2 separate regions of the Hordeum vulgare genome follow, and region 1 is linked to region 2. The links are chromatin contacts, called in public Hi-C maps. All regions are on one chromosome and are shown on one strand. The core of a region is the stretch at or near the end of the contact, and the rest is flanking DNA. Distances in the headings are between cores, read along the strand shown. Region 1 holds the start of LOC123401689. Region 2 holds the start of LOC123401592 (probable C-terminal domain small phosphatase).

The links. A called contact is a pair of places that touch in the nucleus more often than the background predicts.
Region 1: a contact with region 2 is called in a Hi-C map of leaf, with 4 times the contacts expected there. The contact joins the promoter of LOC123401689 here to the promoter of LOC123401592 in region 2. A contact is called at or near these places in 4 of 6 Hi-C or Micro-C datasets (leaf and seedling).

What each region holds. Positions count from the first base shown.
Region 1 is chr6H:67,647,193-67,651,086 of MorexV3_pseudomolecules_assembly, reverse strand. It overlaps LOC123401689, which reads right to left and starts at 2,351. Exons shown (of 6, transcript XM_045095534.1): 1 at 2,162-2,351.
Region 2 is chr6H:66,993,696-66,997,164 of MorexV3_pseudomolecules_assembly, reverse strand. It overlaps LOC123401592 (probable C-terminal domain small phosphatase), which reads right to left and starts at 1,331. Exons shown (of 1, transcript XM_045095418.1): 1 at 1-1,331. The coding sequence starts at 1,153. The coding sequence ends at 203.

The sequences.
Region 1 (3,894 bases), core at 1,102-3,601, 650 kb before region 2:
GATAACGCTAATTGCAAAACGAGGCATAAGAGTGTGTCATGCCAGTAAATTCTCTCTACCGTGGGATCCCAATCAAATAGACAGAAATGAGCAAGACAAATACTAGACACCTAAAATATGAAACCGTGTGCGCATATATATTCATAAGAAGAAGCAACAAACTAAAAACTAGGTTGGCAAGTAGTATGCTCATCCTTGATTAATGTGCTTAGCCGAACACTTCCTCAGTCACTAAAATATTAGTAGTTCTTTCACGCTAAATTACAAAGAGCGTGTATAGAATATTCGCAGCAATGTGCAGGGCTGCAAGCTGAAACCTAGATGGTTTACTACAGAACTCCCCGGTCACACAAATCCAACAGGAGTAGCTGCACTTGAGGTCCCTAACTAATAGTATGACATGCTACTAAACAAGATCGTGATGTCATCAACAACCGTATAACGCAGACAATATTTCACAAGATAAGCTTAACAAAAGGGTTGGGTCCACGCCCCAAATATCATGACACGATTATTGGCTCCCTGACATCATTCGCCTATCCGCATCCTCCTACCAAGTGATTCCTCCGAGCCGTAAGCAAAGAGCACGCAAACCATCAGCACGCACCCACTAATCAGTTTTTTTAGTGAAAATAACCATGGAATTTTTACATAACTGCTAGTACTCCATTAAGAAATCCGTATAAACGGAACTGCAACTTCGTTCACGAAATGTTTTTTCTTGTGTGTGCGCGTACACATTTCTTTGCAAAAACTTTGCCCAAGAACAAGATACTTCGATCTCCTCTTGGCATTTCCGAACCTAAAATCCACAGTAACATCCATCTAAAAAAATTCATCCAAAAGAAAATCTACAGTAACACAAGCTGTTCACACCAACAACTAAGGCCCTGTTTGGAACCACCCAGATTATATAATCTGGTTTTTATAATCTATTGTATTTCCAAACAGGACAGTTTATATTGTAGATTTTATAAACTAGATGACCAGATTATTATAATCTCATAATCTCCTCTACCCCAGCTAAAATGAGATTATGGATTACAAATGACGTGTTATCCTTGTAAACTTCAAGTGAATTACGCAGTGCCACCGCCACTTTCCTATTTTTCCTTGTAAACTGAGGGCAAACATGCCATTGTACAATTTAAAAGCTGGTTTACAGTTTATATAATCTGGCCTCCAAACATGCCCACCTGGATTATTTTTATAATCTATGTTCATAATCCAGATTATTATAATCTATTATGGTTCCAAACAGGGCCTAAGTTGACAAGTAGTATGTTGATGTTTGATTGTTGTGCTTACCTAACTGCCCACAACGCTCCACCCAAGCACTTACTTTAGTCACCAAGATATTACCGTCCAGTTGTTTCACGCTAAATTACAAAAGAAGGATAGAATATTCACAGCAATGTGCAGGGCCGCATGCTGAATCCTACATGGTTTACTACAGAAGTCGACGGTCACAAAAATCAAAGGAGTAGCAGCACTTGGTTCAGTTCGCCAGACGCCCTAACTGTATTATGACATAAACAGGGTCTAGATGTCATCAGTCATCAGCAACAATCCTCTCCAAAAAACAACTTATGAAGCAGACAATATTTCTCAAGATGAGCTTGACAAAATGATTGGGTCCACGCCCCACATATCATGACACGATTATTGGCTCCCTGACATCATTCGCCTATCCGCATCCTCCTACCAAGTGATTCCTCCGAGCCCGTATGCAAAGAGCACGCAAACCGTCAGCACGCACCCACTAACCAGCTTTTTCTTAGAGGAAACAACCGCGGAAATTTCACATAACTGCTAGTGCTACTCCATTGAGAAATTCCTATAAGCGGAACTGCAACTTCACCAGTGAAATGGGTTTTTTCTTGCGTGGGCGCGTAAATATTACAGTATTTCTTAAGAAAAACCTTGGCATTTCCGAACCTAAATAAAATCCACGGTAACAAACATCTATTTTTTTCCCGTGAAAAAAAAACCCCACAGCAACAAAAAAAAACTGTTGACGCTGAAACCTGTCGAGATTGATTTCGCGAGGTTTTGGCACGCAACAGCGTCAGGAAGCAGAGAAGCCTCGAACGGAAACGAAAACGCGCACAGAACAAAATACTGGAACGGAGACACTGATGAGGCAGCAAACCAGGCGTACAGCGGCGGCGCATTCCGGTCCGGGAAGCCTCGGATCAGGAAGACGGAGAGGGAGCGCGCGAGCGCCGGCGGGGCCGGAATGGGAGGCCGTGCCTCGTGGTCGCGGCGGCGGGGCCGGAATGGGAGGAGACGGCGAGGAGGAGGGGAGGGTGTGGGTGTGGGGGCGCTTCCGGGCTCGGATTCCTTTCCTCTCCTTGCAGGATCCGAGGCGATTTAAGCCGAGTTTAACGAACGGGCCGGGTCGGGTCGGGTCGGGCGGGGCGTGGGGTGACCCGATCCATATTCCCCAGGGAGCGCCGAAGTGGGAATCCTACGGGCACCCACTTTGGAGGGTACCCCCACGTGTGCGTGGGGCGCTACGGTACACGGTTCGCGCGGAGTAGGCGTGCACGTGACGCAAACCGCAGGGGTTTGGTAGGCGCTCTGCTGGCGAGAGTACGTGCACACGAGTGGTTGCACGAGTTTTGTTTTTCCTTTTCTTTGAAATGGTGAAATCAGTACACGCCTGAACGTCCATCAGATCGTGCACTTGCCAATTCAGTTCGGGCATTTATTTACGGAGTATTTTATAATTTTTTGGAAAAAAACTTCCTATTTATCGATTCATTAGGTTCCCGCAACAAATCGAACGTCCAGTTTTTTAGCATGCCAAATCAAGAGATGACAAATTATATTATCGTCAGGATGTAATTTTCTTGAGCAACCATGACAAATCTTCGGTTTTGCTATTTTACAGTCAGTGTTTTTTAATTTTCTGTTCATCCGATCTGGCGCTAAGATTTGCGCTGAAAACTCTCGTTTTTAGACGCTGTGTATGCAGTACGTATTTTTCGACTTTAATAACTGTACTTCTTTAGTATTTACACTGTACTTCTTGATGATTTACACTCTACTTTTTTGGTATTTACAGTGTAAATTCATCCGTTTTTAAAGTGTAAGTTCATCAGTTTTCACAAGTGTAATTCTAGAAGATTTGGAGTGTAACTCGTGGGATCTATGATTGTAATTCGTGGGTGTTTTACAGTGTAACTTCATCAGTAAATACGTTGTAATTTTGTTTGTTCCACTGGTTTGACTTAAGTTGTTCTATTATTGGTTAGAAAACTTGAGTGATGCCCAATTCATTTTCAGTCAAATGTCAAATAGACACTCCTCAAATTTTTATCGTGAGGATGACAAATCTCCGTTGTCGATTAGAAGCATAGATCTATGCCACTACGGGCAGCTGTCCCGAACCCGATTTCGCGGCGGATCATCCCATGTCGGCGTATTCTTCCCATGGTTCCCCAGCCTGCCAATGTCACAGAGAAGGTACTTCGATGTGCGGCTACAGCCATAGGAGAAGTGGGCGTTGAGACTACGACTCGCGAAACCCACCCACGTATTTGGATTAGTCCCTACCAGTGTGCGACGCAGGCAATGTGGGCATGCGATATTTGGTGAGCGCTTCTCCATAACACGTCGGCGCGGCTCAACTTCCCCTTCAACGCCTGTGTGATAGATTTGGCGTCCATCAACCTCTGAATGGGCTCCACACATAAGGACCGTGAGGCCCCGCGAGTGCCTCGAGGCAGAGCGCTCCAACGAGGAGCTCATGGCGGAGCTCTGTCTCTGGTATCTGGAGCGCATCGAGGACGAGCATCGGCAATTCGAGCTCCATGAGTTGGGGAAGACCGACGAAGCCTGGTCGTCAAGTGCGTCGGTCATCGACCTTTACTACATTGATAACCTCAA
Region 2 (3,469 bases), core at 82-2,581:
TTATTAATATTGCATAATTTCATCTTCAATGCAAATTCCAGTTTCGGTTTCATTGAACCACATACAAATATTTAACAAACTGCATTCAGGAAGATTCTGAAAGATCAATGCCCACCACCATCTGCTAACCAGCAAACCAATATTCAGGAAGACCCAAAGAAGGGGAAACACCTACTCCTCGCCGTCGCCTGGGGCGCTCGGCTCACTTCGCTGTGACCAGATCCTTGTAGTACCTGATGGCCTCCCTGGTATCGTCGAACCCTGCGGCAGCGTCCAAGAATCGCATGACCTTCTCCAGCTCCTGGTCATTGGCGTCATCGATGAAGGGCGCCACCGGGAGGGCGTTCTCTGGCTGCAGGGAGTAGGCGTTTGGGTTGTCGTCGACGATGATGGCGCAGTCCGGAGCCCGGCCAGTGGCCGACAGGTCCTTGACGAGCCTGCCGTCGCCGTCGTCTCGGCAGGCGCTGCGGTACAGGCGGTGCGCGATCAGCGCACCCGTGGGGTCGAGGCGGTCGAGCACGAGGGAGGCGTACTGCTCCAGCCCCGCGGTGAAGATGACGACCTCGAATGCCTCCGCCGCCGCGCGGAGGAAGTCGTCGACGCCCGGGCGCTTGCAGACGTAGAAGGTGACCGGCTGGCCGCAGATGACCGGCCGCACGGTGAAGTCGAAGCGTGCCGGCGCCGGATCGGTCTGGGAGTGGATGAGCGTCTCGTCGAGGTCCAGAAAAAGAGTCTTCTTTTCCGGATCCGACGGCGGCGGGAGCGCGGCGGGGTGGACCCTGCCAGGCCGCTGAGCGCGGGGCGAGAAGTGCGGCGTGGGCGGGGGCGAGGAGGAGCGGAGGCGCTGGAACCCCGCAGCCCCGGCCCTGCGCTTGGACAGGGGGGCGAGGATGGCGAGGCGCGCGAAAACCTTGATGAGGCGGCGCCGGCAGAAGCGCACGGAGCGGCCGAAGGAGGAGACCACGACGGCGGGGGCGGCCGCGAGGGACTTGAGCGGGGACGCCCTCCGCTTCGTGGAGGGTAGACGGCGACGGCCACGGAAGGACTGGCGGCGCCTCGCCGCCGGGGACGGGGACGGCGACGGCGACGGCTTCGCGGGGCTGCCGGTGCCGGGCCTGGTCGCCGGCGCCTTCGTGGGCGTCCTCGACACCATCGCGCGGGATGCCCTGCTGCTGCTGCTGCTGCTTCGCCGCTTGTGCTGGACTTCTCAGATTCTCTAGCTCTGGGAGACGAAGAGGGAGAGGGAGGGAGAGAGTGAGGGGGGAGCGGGATGCGTTGTGGTGCGGATTTGAGCTCTTGTGGTGGGAGATTTTGCAACGGTCGGAAAGGGAGGAGACGAAATGGAAATCGTGTAGGGTTTGAATCTGGAAGTATAAAAATCGCAACGGTCGATTCGGACACGCTACACGCCATTGTATAAACGGCAGGTCAGCTGGACTACCCAGCTATACCTGGCCATCTCCAGTCTGGCCCGGCCGGACACGGCCCGAAAATTCAGGGGCTAGGCCTGATGGGCTTGCCTGTGGGCCGGGCTTAGCCTGAGTTTTGAGCCCGTTGACAAGGCCGGGCTAGGATTAGGCTTGACATATTAAAATTTTAATGAAGAGGCATGGCTGTGGCTCTAGGCCCGACGGGCTTTTTAACAAACGGACTCGACTTGGGTTTGAAAAGTAGGCCTCATGGTAGGGTCAGGGTCGGCTTGAGCCTTAATTTTCTGCTATGAGCTTTTTTAGGTCCAGCCCAAGCCCGGTCCTGCCCGACCCATGGTACGGTATATTCCCAACTCCTGTTCGGCGCTTATGACGCCCTTTAAAGGATTTTTTTATCTTAATTTAAAGGTAAACGTTTAGACCAGACGAGCCGGTTCAAGATTGAACAGGTCACGCACGAGGCATGTGATCAATCTTGATGGTGGGTCCTCCATATCCACTGCTTCGCATAATACCTTATCTTTTTCGCACGAATCGTTTATTTTTCTTTTCCTTTCTTCTCCCTCACGATGTGACCCACGATGTCGTTGCAATTGCTCCACTCCTCCATCTGCGCCCACCACATCAGGTCACACAGGGAGGGGAGCTTGCTGCTAGGGCGAGCCGTACTGGAGGGAGAAGACGACGACAACCAGGATACTCTTCCCTCCCCTTTTACCCTCCCAAACGCTCTATGAACCATAACCTATCCTGCACAAGTTGCGACCGGCAGCCAACAGAGCTACAACGAGCTTTAAAAAATGCCACGTCCAGCTTCTTTTTTACTGAAACCAACACCCACGTGATAGTGGAGTTGTGCCCGCAATCAAAGGAGTTGCACCCAATGGTTCAAAATGTTGCATCCGATTTTTTTTGTTGGAACCACATAGAGAGGTGAACATGGTGACTCCGTGTGCGGCCAGGACGCGTGATATGACTTTTTTTTTGCTTCAACCACTTCATATTTTGCTACTACCAGCTTCGTTTTTTCGACAACCGAGACTAACGAGTGTGGTGACCGTGGCCGGCAAGGATGGGAGGCACTTCTCCAAGCAACAATCAACGCCAACAGGTTTTGCTACATGCTACAACCGGCGTTGCATATTTCTACTACAAGTGTCTCATGTGGCTACAACCGTTTTCATGGTTTGCTCCATTGCACAATAGCATGTATTTTGGTTGGAACCGACACTTTTAATTTGCTGGAACATGCCGAGTGATTTGTTGCAATGGTGAGATGTGATCGATGAGATGGAGACCTACGGGCATGAGAAGTGGCAAGTGCGCTAGCGAGCAGCTGTCGTCGCCACCGGAGCTACAACAGTCGACGTACGAAGCTGCAACCGAACGCGCAGTTGTTGCGTTGGCGGAGACCGACGATGGGGATGGCCACCAAGGTCGACAACCGGAGACAGAAGGCGGCGAGCATGAGCACGAGGTGGCGCGGGGGTGCCGGGCAAGCGTATGGGGTGAGGACAGCGGCGGTTTCAGGCCCCAGGCAAGCAGAGCCTTCGCGTGGAGCATGCTAGCAAAATCCTTCATTGACTGTAGAACAAAGTGCACTGTACATCACTCTAGCATATTCTAGATGCAAGGCTTGCCTGGGACGTTGTGTGATGGTAGGTCCGCTACTCGGCGAGGACAAGGACGTGGTGGCCAGGGCGAGTGTGACGGCCATGTTTTTCCGTGGAAACCCCTCGTACAGAAGGTGTACACAAGGATGACAAAGACAAATTGACTAAGATATGGACGGTTGGGGACAGGGCCGCTAAAATTTGGACTGGGGTACCGACGCCTATCACTTGTCGGAGCTTCTGTTTAGCGCCTTTCGCTCTGCCGGAACCAATTAATGCTCACTACTTGACTTATGTACACGTCGGCTAACCACCTGACCTACCTGGTAGTAGTGACTAATGGTAATGCAAAATGTTAAAGAATAGTTGTAACCACGCTGCAAAAAAAAATATGGAAGCTTATGGATTTTAAAAAGTCCAACGAAC